Linked DNA regions of Mus musculus: regions 2 and 3 are each linked to region 1. Evidence: chromatin contacts called from public promoter capture Hi-C data. All regions are on one chromosome and are shown on one strand. The core of a region is the stretch at or near the end of the contact, and the rest is flanking DNA. Distances in the headings are between cores, read along the strand shown.

Region 1 (4,126 bases), core at 851-3,350:
TGAGAACTTAGAAGATAACCTAATTTTTCCCTTGATAATGAGCTTTCCAGGCTGGTCAGAGTTAGTACAATTTAGTGCTCTGTTTGCAGATTAGATATCCTATATATAGTGATAATTATCTTGGCCTGTCCTTATATGACCCCTATAGAAAGCTCAGGGTAGAATTACAGTGTTATTATATTTGGAGCTAAATAGGAAGGACTTTTTTGTTCATTTATTATTTTTAAAATTTCAAATCATTCCAGATGCTAAGAAGATAGAGTAGTACCATCTAGGAATTCTATCAGCTTATAGTTACTTCTGTATTCTAATGCTGCAATCCACTTCTCCCACGGCAATAAAGCTGACCCACACTCCTCCCACATCACAGGGATTACAGCAGTGCTTGAGTCTGGTCTCTGCATGCCTTCTGCAACTCCAGAGGTGAGCAGCTGGACTACGTTCTTGTTCCAACAGTCACCACCTTCTATTTCTCTAAGTCACTGTGAGTTTCTCCAACAACAAGCTTAAAACTCAACCAAAAGCAGATCACCAATACCTTGTCATGAGTTCATGTCATTCTACAATACTTTGCTGTTACTGCCCATGTATCAGAGGTAGTAATAGTATTTTCTTAAAAGACAAAAAGTGTGGCCATGCTAAGCTATTCTATAATCCAGCGTGCTGAGTATTAAGATCTTCTGCAGGACTTTGGCTCAATTTTTCAAGCCTTTCCAATTCCTCATAATGCTGTGATACTCATAATAAAGAAGGCAGATGGTTTGTTCTCTGAACATATGCTTTAAGTGCCCTCTTTGCTATTTCAAAATAATGGACCAACTTTAGCCTCTAATACTCACCGAAAACTTTAAAGAGGCTGCCTCATGAAATCTGAGGAAATCTGGTCGAGGGGGAAGTCAATCTTAAACAAAGTATATTTTCTAAACTTTCTTTGAGCTCTATTCTACATATTGAAACAAACTAATATTGAAGTAACATAGAATACAGTAAGGAAAGTCACCTAACTAGTAACATATTTTCTAGTTCAAGGAATGGATTAGAAGGCAGAAAAAAATTGTTTTATTTATTTATATTTTAAAATGGTGAGTTTCTGAAAGCGAATGCAGTTGACTGTGATTTAATTTCTGTGTACCTGCTGGATTTTCCATTTTTATTATTCCTACTCCTATTCCTATCATGTCGATATTTTATTCTTAAAGCACTTTACAATTATTAATTAGTTAATTTGGTCTAAATTACATTTATGCTTTTGTTTTAAATCCATGCTACTCATAGTTATTATAAGCCTAAAATGCTATTTCGCCAGCCAATTATTCTCATCTCAAAAACAGCTTGTTGTTGATGACAGCACCTTTTCTAAGTTTTCAAAGAACATTTAATACATGGCCAGTACATACACATTATTTCTGGATGCTTTTCACATAATCTAACTGCACTTATAAAAAAGTATATCTGTTTAATATCTACATTTTATACATGAGCCTTCAACTCCTTTTATATTTCCACGCCTTTCATTTAGTTTTGAAAAAGACATTAAAGTTGTTTCTTATATCTTACAATGACCTCAAAAGTGAGGAGTCTGAGCAACATTCCAGATGAAACACACACACACACACACACACACACACACACACACACACATTTTGGTTACTATAAGAGCTAGAAGCCTAACAACAACTTCCAAACGTTCGTGTTCCTGTAGAAATCTCAACACGGACTAACTATCTAGGTCCTAATGTAAAACAGTGTTTACTTTTAAAAATCCATGCAACAGTTTCCCCACATGTGTTTGGGACACTGTTAAGACGCATCATAATTAACAGTGTTGAAAATAACAACAGATCTTTAAATCCAGTCATCGTTTTATACATAGTCACAAATATCTGAGCAAAATGAAAACTATTTTTAGGACAAAACGTTAACTTTTTCTTTTGCTGATAAAGACAAATAACTTGAGAAAACACCCTTTCCTTTTCACGACTCTCACTTTCACAATAAATGCAGCACGGAAACTAAATTCTCAACTTAGAACTATGCTGAGCTGTATAAACAACTCAGCAGACTCACAGAAACACTCCCCATCCTCTGCTTGGTCTTTCACTTCCCAGGCATACACAATCACACTTACCTGCACAAGCCTCAAACATCAGTCTATGGGTGGTTTTTTGAAATGAACTCTGTACCGATGCATTTTTCTGTGTTTCTTTCTAACCCTCGGGAATGTTAAGAATTTAGGAAGAGAGCCACAGTTTAAGAGCGCAATTATTTGCCAGTAAATACTCAATTTGCTTGTCCTGTGATTTTTCTTCTAACTTGCATATTCAATAATCCGTCCCTGACTGCGTCACGAGCACAAAAAGTCTTTTCTCTAAAGGAGAACACTTTCGCCAATCAACCTTCAGCCATGCCAGGGCACAGCTCGTCAGGGTGATTTGTTAGCTTTAATTAATAATTCCTCATGCTGGCCATTTCACAAATAACACAGTCAGAAGGCGACGCAGGATGGCTGTACTTCAGGGCGATCAAAACACAGTGGAATGGGGGTGTAGAGGAGTGGGAGAAATTCACATCTACTCAGACTCTTTCAGATTACAGTATAGAGGCCATCGCAGCTGAATTACCACACTATGTCCACCAATTTGTATTCAGATGGAAGCCATATGTTCTTCCACTTTTATCTGCTAGGGCCTCCCAGTGCCAACACCATTACTGGACAGACAACATTTACAAAGGAGGTCTCTAGCCCCGGGATTGCACAAGTTTACTGCAGGTGAAGTTGAGAAATCAGACATATACAGTACTCAGTGAGTTTGTGTAACAGCCTGGAACACAGAAGTACAAGTCGCGAGTGTCAGATTTTCTCTTGCTAGGCTGGGTGATACTGGACATTTCTGTTAGCCTTTAACAAAATCCTCAGGCCTGGACCGACCTCAAAACAGTCAAGTAACAATGGAGCGTTTGTTCAGGTAGGGCACAGTTATTGACTTCTAAGCTATGCATCGCATATTTTATTAAGGCCTAAGAATTTTGGCTGAAAAACAAAACAAAACAAAACTCTGACTTTCCCAGCTTGCTGACACAATCCACACATCTTTTCAAAGCACATCAATAACAGTGCTTGAACAAGGCACCAAAGCAGGTAGCATGTAAAGAGAAGTGAGAATTAGGAACACTGTTCCATGTGGCTCCATCACGGCGTCACTCATGAACAGCACACGGGTAGCCCTGCTCTAAAACATACACACAGTGTAAACAAGGTCGGACAACACAAAACAAAACACTAAAACAGCCAATTGCTAACAAAAAAAAAAAAAACCATTTCAACAATAAGAAATATCCCTCAAAGCAACTAGACAAGTCAGAAGCATAGCACTATGTCCATAGTTAATTTCAAAAGGCTCACAAATCCTGGAGAAAAACAAAAACACAGAGGAGATTATAGTCATGCCCCTTATCTGATGTGTGTGAAGGCAAACTCATTAATTTGTTAGATACATATTTATTGACAATCTCTTCTGTATCAGAAACTGGATAATACCAGTACTGAGAGAATAAGGGACAGGCTTTGCCTTCAAGAAGCTTATAATTTAATCACTACAGCTTAAAAGAAAACATGCACCTCTAAACAGAAAACTGTCAATGTAGCACAAACATACAAGAAAGCATGAAACAGAGCTCTTAGACATGACACATTAACTGCATCTAAAGGTAGAATTGCAGTGTCAGTGGTAGGGAAGAACATTCTACAGGCAGGCAAACCTTTGAACTTTTTTAAAAAAAACTATTACTAGAATCAGATTAACAGTTCTAGGAACTGAGGGATTTAGTGAATAGTAATTTCAGATAAATGCTTTAGATAGTAAACAGCTCAGGATTTAAAAACAAATCTATTAAGGAACAAAGTCCTTCTCAAACCATGATGACTGCCATCATCAGGATGGTATATTGCAACAATATTGGTATATCCCCAACACAGGCACAAATAAGAGTGTGCACTGTCCTTCTCTCTATCAATGCATTCCTGTTATCTCAGGCAAGTAGAGGATGTAGGCACACATCCTGTTTTCCTACTCATTTGTCTTTTGTTCACCAAATGCATACATGCATACTCTGTTTGTATTGTGTC
Region 2 (4,286 bases), core at 209-2,708, 170 kb before region 1:
GGGCAACTGTTTTCTTTAGATGATCAACAGAAATTGTTAATTAGAAGAGGGTAGAAATCTCTATAAATAACACTACTGAAAAACTAATTATTCTTAGTTCCTCCTGAGAGGATAGGACTTCTGCTAAGTTGTGGTAGAGGGATGGGGTTAAACTTGCCCGTGATTTTACAGTACAGGTTCACTTGATTATTATCATAGGCACCATCTCCAAAGGATGCCACAAAGGAAACTTCAAATGGGCCATAGAAGGGTAAATTCAGAGACTTGTTCTCATACTTTTAACTAGACAGTTTTAAATGATAGTTCAAGTCTGCAAGGCAGGTTCATGAGACCATATTAATTTATCCTTGCCACTATAACAAAATATCACAAGCTTAAGGTCTTAAAAATAAAGATTTTTTTTTGGGTTGTATTTGCAGCTCATTGGTAAAGCATTTGTCTAACTTGCACAAAGTGCTGTGTTCCATGTCCAGCACCACACACAAAATAAACACCCTTTCCCCCACACAACTAATAACACCTAAATCATGATCATGTCACCAACCCCTCGTTTTTTCTGGGGGACCTAAGGAAGACTTGCTTCCTTTGTCTTTCCACATTCCAAAGGCTGACTATAATCTTTGATCTTCCAGGTTCTAAAGCTGCCTATATTCCTTGGCTTAGGACTCCTCTCCGCATCTTCAAAGCAGCACCATCCCTCCTGACTCCTGCCTCTTCTGGGTGTGAACCTTGTGCCTCTTTTTATTTTAAGGACCTTTGTGACCGTTTTGGGTTTACTCAGATAATCTTGGATAATCTTCAATCCTTTAATCATATCTGCAAAGTCCCACAGTCATATCAGACAACATATTCATGGGTTCTTAAGATTCCGGTATACATTTCCTTGGAGGCCATTAATCTATAATAGGAAAGAAAATATTCTCGGTACCCAAATCTCAAGAAACTAAGTGGATAATATCATTTCTTTAAGCTCATACAATGGTAAACTACACAGACATCTTAATGTGCCATCAAAGTATTTAAATAGTTAGCAGCTTGCAACTTGCTAACCCCTCTTTTTGGCATAAGACGTAGGAATCTTAGTTTCATCTTTGGCTTGTATAGTCCTCTTTTACCATTTTACCTAGATTAAGCATGGCCTGCTTAGAGAACTCACAGTTTTCCCAGAAAAGAATTATTAATATGGTAAGTGCTTTCTGTACCCTCCTCCATCAATTCTAGGAGTAAGGCTCACATCTCTAGCCACGGGCAGGAGAGACTCCCAGTACTTTTCCAACATAACCTCCTTGAGTCTTTCCTTCAGCTAAGATAAACAACCCATCTTCACAAGCCATCCAGACTCTGCAGATGCTGCTGCAGGTGACTACACCACCAGAAGTCCCATTGCTTAGTGCCTTGCTCGCCTCCTCTCTCCTGCCACCTGAACCCGTCTCTGGTTTCCATCTCCCCAGCACTGTTTGTAGAGAACACAAACCCTGAACACGCTTGCTTTATCAGCACGTGCCCATCATAACTGCACACCATCCTTGTCCTGCTGGAAACTGTTCAGCATCCAGAGGGCCATCTTTATGCTGATAACACTAAAATATAAAATAATGCCAACAGCTGGTGCTACAAATGGCTTTTAAAAACGATGTTCATTCACTAAAATTCCTCTTGCTACTTTTGACACGAAACACGCAGTCTCTAATTATTCTGATCAAGACGGTGAAATACAAAAACAAACTTTAATTGTGTTTAACAGATATTTAATCAGGACTCACTGAACTACAGATTAAAGCTGAGATTCATAAACCATAATTACCCGATTGTCGCAATCTTTTGGTCCACATTCTCCTTCCGTCTGGGCGTCTGGCACCTTGCCCCGAATTTCTTTTACTGTCTTCTCAGCTTCGTTACTGTTCATGTTTTCCAGCAGAGATTTAGCACAGATTACAAAATATCTGTTCTTGGCAACTTTCTTCATTAGCTTTTTTTCCCTTTGCAAAAAAGTTTATTTTTTTTTTTTCTACCAGAGTAGCTGGAATAGGCACACGTTTAGGGTGCTTTGATGATACAAACTAATTATATAGTTATCAGGAGATAATGTGGTAGTGGTAACTAGTGTTACTATAGTCATCACGTAGGTATCATGCAATTTCTCTAAGTAAACCATGCGGTGTGCCCCAGCCACCATGTAATTACCTCATGTCACTGGGGCATTGTTTTATAGAAAATGCTTATCTCTCACCCTAACAAAACACTTTCTGCCACATTCGGAAAAAAATAAAAGTAGAAATCTTAGTTCTCCTTTTCAGTTCTGTTCATTCTCATTAAGATGTTGTCATGTGAATTCGGGAAACACCTGTCCTTCCTGAAAATCATGCTCTTGTGTGGAGCCAATAGAACCATTCCTGTCCTTTGCTTGGCTCTACCCAGGTAAGAGAAATGATTGCTAATAATCCATTGTCATTTTTTTTTTTAAGTAAGGAAACAAGCAAAAATCCCATTACCACCCTTGCAAAGCCACCCTATTTACTTAGGATTTGTTTGGTCTGGCACTCCCCCCTACTCTTTCCTTTCAAATCTCAGTCACTCACATTTGTTTTTCCTAGAATTATGGTGTAAATCATTCTTAACAAGCTAGTCTGAAACTTCTCAGTAGAAACTCGCTCAGAAGAAAGATGAAGCGCCACCGTGATTGAAATACAGAAAGAACTACAAACCTCAAACCCTAGTTCTTTTGGGCCAGTCTTCAGGACACCCCAAGTCTCCCTTGCTGTGTTGACCCTGTGTCACAGGGTTTGGATAACATCACAGACCACAGCAAGAGGATAAAGAGAAGGCATTGGTAAAAGAAGTAGGAGGTGGTTCCTTTATTCCCCCTAAGGGGCATGCAGGCGTGTGGAGCAAGGACAGTAGTTACTACTTATTTAGCTCTTGTTGGTGGCTTGAAGTCTGACCTCAGGAAGACCTTTCAGAGGACATCCCACCTGAGAGTTCCAGCTTAAAACAGGATGCAGTGGCTTCCTTTGCAGCACAACTTGAAAGCTAGTTTCAATTCTGCTTTTATTAGCCACCTCCCAGTTGGAGAGCTACCCAATTCAATTGCACACTTAGCTCAACTTGGGGTAAAAATCACCTTCAGATTTAGAAGGGCCAGAAAAAATTGCTATCCTGTCCTGGAGCATTGTTCTTCAATCACACAATCCCTCTAAATACAGTTGACAGCCTTTGAGATGCAAAATGCATCACTTTAATGTAGTGGAGGTCCCCTTCACTGCATTGCCAAATCTATTTAGCAGAATCTTTTTGGAATAATCTGTCCCTAGACCTGAGGATGCGCAGTGATTTTAAGCATTTTAAGCTAACGATAATGGTTAGTGCTGAGAACAGATGTACCTGGCTGTGATGTGATCTATTCCAGTAGGCTTTTATGAGCTGTTCATTCCTATTGACTTAGCATTTTATGTCTCTGCTCTTGCCTGGTGTGATGGTTGCATAGGGGTGTCGTGTGTGTGTTTTCCTGATGTGTGATGGCTGCACAGGGGGCTGTGTGTATTTTCTCAGTGCAATGGCTACAGAGGGTGTTGAGTGTGTGTGTTTGCCTGGAGTTATAGCTGTACATGTTTATTGTGTGACTCTCCTCCTCGCCAATTGATAGTTGCTCGCAGGGACCTATGTGAATCTTTTTCTTAGAACAGTGGTTGTATTTGTTGTTGTGCTAATGATGGACATTTCCAGTAATTATCTATCTACAGGGTCCTGGGGAAAATTGCAATAAAATCAATAAACAGTGCTAGCCAGGCCCTTGTAAACATGGATGACACCCATGCATAGATGCCTTTTCTCTATTGCATGTTAAAATCCAAGAGCTGTTACCCTATTGGCATTAGGATACAATTTCTATGGTTTCTCCATCTCTTTCATATACTGCAATCATTTCAGAGAGCCAGAGATTACTGCTGGTTAGAGGGCTTTTCCACATGAACCCATCGAATAGCATTTTCACTACACTGTCCTACACATCACCTCTTAAATTCCACCCTGACTTGCTCTGGTATAATAGCTGATATGCTGAAAGTGAATGCCTTTCATTTATTTCTGCAGCCTCACCAAGCCCTCCCCATATGCTTTACCTCTCTCTCTCTCTCTCTCTCTCTCTCTCTCTCTCTCTCTCTCTCACACACACACACACACACACACACACACACACACAGCCCTCCCTTGTCCTCTCTAGTTTCTATATCCCTCCTGTGTTCACCAAATGGAATTGACAAAGGAAAGAACCAATGAGGTTAAAGTCT
Region 3 (4,196 bases), core at 975-3,474, 240 kb before region 1:
AGAGCACTTATCAATGAGTACTGCTGAAAATGAAAGTAATGTGAGTAATCTAGGATAGTTTTGGAAGATAACCAAGATTCCAATCTCTGACTTCATACCTCCTACATCACTTAGACCCTGTGTTCACCTGTTCAAATCACTTGTGACTGGCAAGTTGAATACTATCCCGATGTAATTATATTAATGTGGTAAAGAGGAATCTTTCTTTATAGAGGAAGACATATTTACAGCAATGATTTTGGTATAAGATGAGAACAATCTACAACCTGACATTGTCCGAATAAATGAGTGTTTAAAGTGTGTGCTTTGTTTGTTTTTGATTTTTGAGACAGCTCCCAGTTTGCCTGGGCTGAAGCCTTGAACTCAACAACCTTCTTTTTCTAGGCTCCCAGGTAGTCAGGACTGAAGGTGGCCTTAAACTCTGGAACCTTCTGCTTTTACCCTTCACTGCTGGGATCACAGGTGTGGCTTGCACACAGGCTTTTGATCCCATCCTGACTCATATCTAACTCATTTCTGGGTGACTGGTGCAGTGAAGGTTTTCCTGGCTCCTATTTGCATCTTTTCCTGCTTCAAAGCCCATGAACATTTCGGGTAGGTTCCCCATATAGAGCTTCTGTCTCGATGCTAAAGAACACACCTTTTATTGAGAAAAGCTGAAACTAACCAGAATGACTATGCTGTTTTTCGTTTCTTGGCTGGTGATGGAGAGTGTCCTCTTGAACTGGTATATTGGAGTGAAGTAGCCAATGTGATTGTAGTGGGAGGGAGGCCTAGAGGAGCTTGGGGATCAGACCTTCATGCACCAACAAGACCCTTATGCAGCTGTAGGAGGAAGCTGCTTCCCTCTCCTTGGCCACATAAAGATCCAGAATGACGAAAAGTACACAACCCCACATCAGAAAGTGAGTCTGCCAAAATCTTGATCTCGGAGAGCTTAATTCCTATAACTACACAAACAAACACAGAAGTTTAGATGGGCCAGACTTGGGTATTTTAGTATAGTGAACTAAGAAGATGGAAAAAGGATTTATCTTGAATATAAGTGCGCAAGCCTCTACAACACTGTTTTCTAGGAAAACAGTGTTGACCCATAGCTCAAAAGGATGTCTTCTAAGTGTTTGCTTTAGTGGATTAGACAAAGGGAGACACTCCAAATAATAGTAGTCAGTATGATTTCTCTCAGTTTCCTTCAGCTTCAGATATCTAAAACAGTTTTCCAGATAAGAATCTATATGTTAGAGCTGCCTCTGCCCCTTTTGTCTAGGTAGATAAAGAATTGGGGATAAGTGACATGGCCTCCCTATATAGTCTACTGAGTGTTGAAGAAAGTGGAGGGACACACACACACACACACACACACACACACACACACTATCCAGAGGTACTTTACCCACACTAGGTAAGCTATGTGGTATTTAGATTCCTTGTATTCTTTACCTGAAAGTGCAGTGCTGTAGGCCTGTGTCAGTGGATCATGGTGTAGAGCTACTGATGGACAGCAAATCAAGTGAATATGATTCAAGCATGGTGGCCATGGATGGAGACAGAGTCTCTACTCCCCAGATATCCTGATAGGAGGCCTTATATTACTCCTTTTTCTGTGTCCTTGATCAGTATGTGAGAGCCACTCTGATGGATACTATCAAAGGACTTCAGCACACCTTTTATTCACGTTCTCTATAAGACACTTGATTCTATCACTTAAAATAAAGAATGAGTTTTAAATTAGAGGTGATAATTGTGTTCCATGTACCAAAAAAGACCAGACATTTATGAAGAGGGACTAAAGGAGAACCTGTTTTAGCTTTTCATCATGTAAAAAGGCAAAGAGGCTAGCCCTGAACAAATATCTTGAAATTAACTTCCAAATAATGGTCAGGAATGGATGCTTCATTCGTTTTCAACATTTCATACCAGAAGAAATGACGAGTAAGGATCCAAGGCACAGCACTTTCACGGACACAGTCTGGGAAGGGAAGAAAAAGTACCCTGGAATAACCCGCCCATCTATCATCTGCAACTGCACTTCTTGTGCTGAAGGAATGTTCCAATTATCACTCAAACAGCTTTGTACAACTCCTGCTCCTTTGAAAAGCCCAGAGAATGTGCCCTGAGAGCCCAGATGCTCTCTATCCCGAATCACGGAAGACAACCTGTCACAGTGCGTGCTGTGGATGCTGGGATGACGCTGTCAGTGTGGCACTTTCACTTTCCCTAAGTTGCTGGAAAACAGATTCCACTTCATTAAGTATGTAGCAATACACAAGGGGAGGCAGAGGCCAGGGGAAAGGTAAAGGACACCGGTGATATGGCCTCTAGCAAACATCCAGAAATCTCTGTCTACATCTGGTGGGAGAACAGTGTCAATCCTGCCTTGGAGATATGGATCAGGCAATGTCGCCAGTGTGTGTTTTACCATTCCCAATAATTTTTTGATCCTGGAGTCTGACAGGAGAGTGCAGATGAACACTTTATACTCTATACTTGCATGAGTGAACAATTTGTAGGATGGGTTGCCAGATAAACACAGGAATATACACAGCCAGGAAATGCTAACCCCCCCTGCAGAAACACTTTAAGTTTCCAGATTGTTGCTTTGTTTCCCATAGCACCGCAGGGATAGTGAGGTTGGGTGTGGTTGTCAGAGTTGGGGGAAGAAAGCCTTAGGTGGCTGACCTTAAAAGATTTTAGTGAGCACTGTTTTTGCAATTAAAAAATGAAACCTGATGGAAGACCAACGCGTGGATACTTCATTCCTCCCTAGGATACGGAATAAAATATCCACGGAAGGAGTTGCAGAGACAAAGTTTGGAGCTAAGACGAAAGGATGAACTGTCCAGAGACTGCCCCATCCGGGGGTCCATCCCATAATCAGCTACCAAACGCAGACACTATTGCATATGACAGCAAGATTTTGCTGAAGGAACCCTGATATAGCTGTCTCCTGTGAGGCTTTGCCAGTGCCTGGCAAATACAGAAGTGGATGCTCACAGTCATCTATAGGACGGAACACAGGGCCCCCAATATAGGAGCTAGAGAAAGTACCCAGGGAGCTGAAGGGGTCTGCAACCCTATAGGTGGAACAACAATATGAACTCACCAGTACCCTTCAGAGCTCATGTCTCTAGCTGCATATGTAGCAGAAGATGGCCTAGTTGGCTATCACTAGGAAGAGAGGCCCCTTGGTCTTGCAAACTTTATATGCCCCGGTACAGGGGAATGACAGGTCCAAGAAGTGGGAGTGGGTGGGTAGGGGAGTAGGGCTGGGGGAGGGTATAGAGGACTTTTGGGATAGCATTTGAAATGTAAGTGAAGAAAATATCTAATAAAAAATGCGGGAAAGAAAAAGAAAAGAAAAGAAGAAGAAGAAAAAAAAAAGAAACCTGGAGGGGGCAGTGAGTGGGGTGTAAAGTAAATAAGTACCAAAAAAAAAAAAAATTAAAAAAAAGAATGAGGATCAGCTACCACAGGCTGTCAGGTCGATCAACTGCCCTTTCCAAATTTTACTTTAAAGTCTAAAAATTTAAATTAATAACACAATTTTGAATAATATGATGATTTAAAATAATATAGTGAAAGTTAACCATTAAAATATAAAATCATATATATTGTATTAATAAAAATTTTTAAAAATTTACATTTTTGTTGTTGATTTATAGTTACTCTTAAGGTATTAGAGAATTCTCAAAAATAATTTTCCAGGTTAACAAAATTTTTCTATAGCAATTTTACTTCCATGTAATGAAATTTAATTCAGTTGAAAGTATCCAGGTTTGGGTTTTATGCTTGGAAAATATATTCCATATCCTTAGTTAAAAAAATGCTTTACTTATCCAGTTGCAAGTACAGAATTAATGAAGCCACAGTGAAAGGGGTAGTATCTTCCTTGGTTGATGGAAGTATAAATTGATGGAACCTTACTGCAGAGCAGTGCAGTGACATATGCATTTTATTTTAATAATTCCTCCACTTTAAATTTATTTTAAGAAAATTATCCATAAACTGTGTTAAGGAATATGTATGCATGTGTGCATATAAAGACAGCTATTGTAGCAGTATTTTAACGTAAGGAAACAGCTCTAATTATCACAAGTGTCCATCAATGAGCGACTTAGTCAGTATATTTTCCATACACTGGAGTACAATATTGCTGTCAAGATCATGCAGATCTGTATTTATTAACATGGCAAATG

The links. Capture Hi-C pulls out chosen DNA fragments and counts their contacts.
Region 2: a contact with region 1 is called in a promoter capture Hi-C map of adipose tissue. The contact joins two enhancer-like sites. A contact is called at or near these places in 2 of 484 Hi-C or Micro-C datasets (pancreatic cancer cells and uterus) and 1 of 9 other capture datasets (adipose tissue).
Region 3: a promoter capture Hi-C map of adipose tissue shows a contact between it and region 1. The contact joins two enhancer-like sites. A contact is called at or near these places in 2 of 484 Hi-C or Micro-C datasets (the HL-1 cell line and liver) and 2 of 9 other capture datasets (adipose tissue and liver).

The regions. Positions count from the first base shown.
Region 1 is chr16:43,234,080-43,238,205 of GRCm38.p6, reverse strand. All of the region lies in intron 3 of Zbtb20 (zinc finger and BTB domain containing 20), which reads right to left. Among named protein-coding and RNA genes, the nearest start is that of Gm25873, 110 kb to the right of the region's middle. Within about 2 kb of position 2,100, at least 66 of the 459 cell types and tissues checked have an H3K27ac peak or open chromatin away from gene starts, as enhancers often do. A contact at or near this core is called in adipose tissue, liver and uterus, where this site is marked.
Region 2 is chr16:43,408,028-43,412,313 of GRCm38.p6, reverse strand. The region is part of intron 4 of Zbtb20 (zinc finger and BTB domain containing 20); the gene reads right to left. Gm15713 (predicted gene 15713) reads left to right here. Exons shown (of 5, transcript NR_046026.1): 5 at 633-1,796. Among named protein-coding and RNA genes, the nearest start is that of Gm15713, 10 kb to the left of the region's middle. Within about 2 kb of position 1,458, at least 33 of the 459 cell types and tissues checked have an H3K27ac peak or open chromatin away from gene starts, as enhancers often do. A contact at or near this core is called in adipose tissue and uterus, where this site is marked.
Region 3 is chr16:43,473,524-43,477,719 of GRCm38.p6, reverse strand. All of the region lies in intron 5 of Zbtb20 (zinc finger and BTB domain containing 20), which reads right to left. Among named protein-coding and RNA genes, the nearest start is that of Gm15713, 55 kb to the right of the region's middle. Within about 2 kb of position 2,224, at least 18 of the 459 cell types and tissues checked have an H3K27ac peak or open chromatin away from gene starts, as enhancers often do. A contact at or near this core is called in adipose tissue and liver, where this site is marked.